Regions from separate parts of the Bos taurus genome. Here region 1 is linked to region 2. Evidence: chromatin contacts called from public Hi-C data. All regions are on one chromosome and are shown on one strand. The core of a region is the stretch at or near the end of the contact, and the rest is flanking DNA. Distances in the headings are between cores, read along the strand shown.

The links. A called contact is a pair of places that touch in the nucleus more often than the background predicts.
Region 1: a Hi-C map of liver shows a contact between it and region 2, with 2.3 times the contacts expected there. The contact joins two enhancer-like sites. A contact is called at or near these places in 2 of 11 Hi-C or Micro-C datasets (both in liver).

What each region holds. Positions count from the first base shown.
Region 1 is chr2:91,943,586-91,946,285 of ARS-UCD2.0, reverse strand. No RefSeq gene overlaps it. Among named protein-coding and RNA genes, the nearest start is that of CD28, 39 kb to the right of the region's middle. Within about 2 kb of position 1,310, at least 17 of the 102 cell types and tissues checked have an H3K27ac peak or open chromatin away from gene starts, as enhancers often do. A contact at or near this core is called in liver, where this site is marked.
Region 2 is chr2:91,857,539-91,860,238 of ARS-UCD2.0, reverse strand. No RefSeq gene overlaps it. Among named protein-coding and RNA genes, the nearest start is that of CD28, 47 kb to the left of the region's middle. Within about 2 kb of position 1,273, at least 52 of the 102 cell types and tissues checked have an H3K27ac peak or open chromatin away from gene starts, as enhancers often do. A contact at or near this core is called in liver, where this site is marked.

The sequences.
Region 1 (2,700 bases), core at 61-2,560, 86 kb before region 2:
ATGTTCACTAGTTTCCATCTTGTCTGTGGCTGCCTTTGGACTCCCGTGGCAGAACTAACTGGAAGAGACAGTATGATCACAAAGCCTAAAATATTTGCTATCGGGCCATTTCCAGGAAAAAAAATTGTCAATCCTGAGCTAAGATGTGAAACATGTTAGAGATGGGAAATAAGAACATCTCAAAAAATTTTTTCAAGCAAACCTGAAATCAAATAGCCACATTCAGGTCTGAACACATAATTAAGAATAAGTGGTTATCCTGATTAGGGTATTTTTAAAAAGAAGAGACATACAACATCTACACTCTGTACTTGCTGAGCATCAAGATAGTAACACTGTGTTGCTTGCTGCCACGTCTCCATCCTAGCCTACTTCTTAGAGCTGGGCAAGTGCTCATTAAATAGTTATAAAGTGGATGGGAAAAAAGAGAAGAGGAAGAGATATAGAACAAGTGAAACAAGAGTTGCATAGGGTTGGAAATGCAAAGGGGACCCCAAGAAAACCTCAGATTTGTCTACCCTCTTGGAATATGTAACAGGTTCTTGAAAGTTAGCAAGAATGCACATTTTGGAAGCTAACATATCTAATACTAAGTGTGTGCCCAGAAGACCAAGATATGACTAAGTAACCATGGTAATTGCCATGACGCCTACTCAAGCCCACCTTGTCCCACCCACTTCCTCAGTCACCAGACACTCATCTATTTAGTCCAGAGACTAAATTCAGACTTGGAGATTAGCAAGGGGAAGGAAGTCAAATCTGACGCTCACGAAATAAACAGCACCACTTGTCACTGTTGATCTTTGATTAACTGGCTCTTCTTTCCGAACCAAGGCCTTTCTTTCTCTCTCTCTCTCTCTCTCCCTCTCTCTGTGCTTGCAGGTGACACCCACACATATCCTTCAGTGTTGGCAGAGATGCTCACTCAGATAACAACTGGAGTTCATGCTACACATTTTCATCGGCGTGTGTCATCATCACCAAGCAAAACCACAACTATAGGAAAACAAAGCTGTTTGCTGCTCTTCTGTCTCAACTGACATTTCCACCTAGCTCTCACAATTTGTTCTTTGGAGCCAGAGGAGTGTTTCAATCTATCATTGAGATAGTTCTGCCTGTTGAAGTGTAAGTAGAATCCAATCCACCCTTACGCAAAGATAAATTCACCTTTCTGTGACATTTTGTCCCTTCAAATTCCCAGCATTCCAAAACTTTTCACTGAGTTTACACAGGCAAATAAGATAAGGAAACGGGCTTAGGAAGCACACATTCTGGCCTTTAGAATGGCCTCAATAATGAGATCAGCTCGACACAGATGACATATTCTTGGATCACCCATATTTCATCCTTAGTGTTTTTCAAGCATGGAGCCCAGTGTCTGTACTCTGAAAGGAACAAAAGTCACCCTGAGGAAGTGAGCTCCACTTTGCCCTGGACAGTGGCCTGGATCTCTAAGTGCTGAGAGCCTGGGAATCTTCAAAGAGAAAGCCACACATTCCTTTGGGATGCCAAATCCGAGAACCACCCACTGAGATTAATTCCAGAAGAGCTAAACTTCTGAGCACCACTATTGAAAAGCTAAGAGTTGGTGCCTCAGCTAAAGAGACACAGATAAGATGACCAACTAGTTTCTGATAACTCCCAAACCATCCCATTTACTACTGCTTAGGTTGGTGGTCAAACCACCAGGGAAGCCCAGGGTAGGGGTTAGGGCCCCTATTATGATTGATCCAGAAGTTTCTTTGATTTTTTTCTCACTCATCCATTATCTCTGTTCCAGACAAGGAGAGGAGAAAGTGTTCTGCTTTAAAAGGAATCAATCTCTTATCAGACTGGATTTTAAAAAGTGAAGTCAGGGCTGTGGCACACTGGTCTCTTAGCTACATAGTTAGAACAGGGTGGGAGGTCTGTTAGGTGAAGTCATGAAAGGTTTGCAATTTATTTCATTTTGCACTTGAGTTTCAAAGGGCTGAAACCTTTTCACAGAACCAGATTACACTAGTTTTATTAGCCCAGTAAAGGAATATTTATTAAGGCTATTCATTTAATGCTTGATTTTTTTTTTTTACCAACTTATCCTTTTCTGGTTGATTTGGTTTATGCAATCAAATTCATGAGTTACTAGCTAACTTGAGTCTTTCTTGGAGTAGGAGATTTTGGTTATCTTTAAGTTTAATGAGCTCCATTTCCACAAAGAAAATAGTCTATTTAGAGATGAAGTCATAGCACACCCAGGTGACTCCAGGCCACACTCAAAGCACAATTTGTAATCAAGTAATGGTAGCTATTACATGAAGTAATAGCTGTGTCTCTTGTGCAAGGGCCTTTCCCTACCCCCAAGAGGATAGCACTGTGTGTGGTGATTAATATACCTATTTGAATTTTTCAACTTGCTCCAAATGTGACAGTTTTGTTTATTGTTCTTCTTTTAAACTATCGCATGCCATTGGCCTGTTCAGTTAAGACAAGAGTATGACAGGAGAAGCTTAAACTGTCTATCCTCAGCATTCCCATCCTTGAGTTCTTTTAGAATCACAGCCAGGCAAAGCATTTATAGAATTCAGTGGGTCAAGAAAAAAGGAAAAGAAAGAGCAGTGATTTTGTAGTAGGATAGGATTTTAACAGCAAAGCCAACATTTTCAGATGATTTATACTAAATGCATGTTTAAAACAGTCAATTCTCCATTAAGAGGCAATTTG
Region 2 (2,700 bases), core at 24-2,523:
GCATGCTACAAACATGGAAGATTGAGAACCTCCAGTATAACAGAAAGCTTTAAGCTTTTGTGCAAGACCTGGGGAATACACACAGATCTTGGCTATCTGTATGGTTATCTGATCTTGATTATCCAAACATATTCCCTTGCAGGAAATATGGAGTTAGGAGAAGGCTTAATTTAAGGATGGATTCTGCACCCCAGAGGCCATTTTCAGAACTGAGTAGTCAAAGTAAATTTGTTGTTGTTCAGTCATTAAGTCATATCCAACTCTTCACAACCCCATGAACTGCAGCACACCAGGCTTCCCTGTCCATCATCTCCTGGAGTTTGTTCAAACTCATATAAGTAAATTAGACCAACCCTAAATCTAATGCCACCAACAGAGAACATTATATGATCTCAGAAGTTCTCTGAATTCCAGTTTCTGCTTTGAGATCTCCTTCAGGGAGCCAAAAATAGAAGACTGTGAACATCAGAGTGCTCAAAACTCCCAAAGTGTTCTCCTCCTTCTGTCTCTCTTCCAACTAAATAGCTTCCAACTGAATAGCATCGACAGATTTTTCCTCCCCTGAAGTTTCTCCCCTGAGCCAATACAATGCTGGGTCCTCTTTTGAAGAAGGTTTGGCTTCAGTAAACTGTACGAGAGAAATAAGTATGAGAGTTTCCCGTCCCTGGCAATATCCATTCAAAATAAGAGTACTTGTGGAAAAATTTCTTTTCCACACTCCTACACACAATACTTTATATATTGCTCTATTGCAACATATTTGATTTTGACTTATATTCTTAGGTGTCTTTTCAACTAAAATATTAGTTCCCTGAAGGTAAGAATTGTCCTGCAACCCTGCAAGGATCTTGTAAACTGTATCTGTCCCACAGTAAACTTGCCAGGACCGGAGGTTGTGAGGAGGGAAGACAGAGAGTGGGGAGGAGGTAATGTCAGGAATTGTTCCCTTGCAGCTGGTATTGCTCCCTAACAACTGTTCCTGCCAAACAAAAGCTCACTTCAGAAAATCAGAGACAGACAGAGGCCAACAGACAGCCATCATGATCATCGCATTCTATAATCACAAACAGCTCAAATTACATTTGCTCAAGCCAATTTAAGTTTCTCAGTTGTTTTGTATAAATAAAACTATTTAACATGCTGAACTATAATAATATAATATTAATACAATGACAAAGAAATAGTGCCTGCTGATATCTACCACCTAGCAGACTTCTTATCTTCTACTTAGCTTCCACCATGCTGGGGAGAAAAGATGTTCTAACACAGGGAGGCAGTGTAGCACAGTGGTTAAGAGCACATGCTTGGTCTCCTGGCAGCACACTGTCCCAGGTTTGCCTCTTCCTGTGCGACCTTGAACAAGTTTCTCAGCCTCTCCAAAGGCTCAGTTTCCTCCACTGCTAGATGAAGATTAAAACTTACCTGTTTGACGGTATTATGAGAATTAAGAAAGAGATTACATGTCAAATCTTGGCCCAACAAAGAGCACCTAGTCAATGTTTGAGCTTGTAGTCAATAAATGAAGAAACAGATCATTTGTTTTTCCCTTTAGACTTCTTGTTTCCTATCCTCATCCCACCCCCAATCTAAGCCAGAAGGAGGGAAATCTCTGGAAGCAGTCTCAGCATGCTTGTCATGTCATGCAGGATTGCTAACAGAGAATGCAATGTCTCTAATTGGCTGGACTCAGCTTTGCTGTTGGCTCAGAGACCTGCTCCACAGCTGTGCCTGCCTCTGTGGACTCCTCCCCTCATGCCTCTGGAATGTCCCCTCCCCTCACACAGCAGCCACCGTGCCTGTCCACGTGGGAGGTGACTATTAGTGTAAGCACTTAGGTAGGTCCCATTCAGGAAATAAGGATTACACAACTTTTATGTAGAGACATAGTCTCCTGAGGCAAAAGTCCACAGTGATAACAAGGCATGGGGCGGGGTAGGGTCACAGGCTTCTGAGAAAAAAATACGCCTTTTTTTTTTTAATAGAGACAAAAAATATGAAGTGTTCCTAGCTTTAGATCTTAGCTATTTCCATAAGATGTTTACTTAACTGTCTATAACTTCTTCAAAACAAAGCCAAGACTGACCACATAGCATAACCAGAAAAAGACAAGGGAACTCTATATAGGTCTACGTGAACAATGAGACCAGGGAGGAATTTTACAATTACAGGTTTCCTTTGACAAAAGGCCCCCTGCATGCCAAACATTTTAAGACTGCTTTGGCCTCAGAAGAAGTGGGAGGTACAGTCACTTGCAATGGTTTATGGACTATCTGAATGTCCGCATAAAGGAAAAGAAATCTGGCACGTACATAATCTAACTGCTGCCTCTAAAGAGTTGCTATTAAAACAACGTTTTAAAAAATGCTTCCTAAAGGAATATAGAACGCACAAACGTGAGGGTAGTCACCTCTGTCAGAAGCTATAGAAGTGCTAAATGACACGGAGCTTAGCTGGCCTAAAGCCAAGTGAAGCCCTTTGCCCTGAAGGAAATTATAGTGCTGTCACTGTGTTGTAATAAGCCTCTACAACACGAAGCATTGTGTTTCTGCTGAGTCTTGAACGAAAAATGAATCAGGATTTGGCTTCCTTAGAGGAAGGGGGAGAAGTGTGTCTTTGCTTCCATAGAAGAGGATATGCACTTGGTCTCATGTATATATTTTACTCATCTTTTTTTTAAATTCTGCTTTTCAAAGAGAGCTA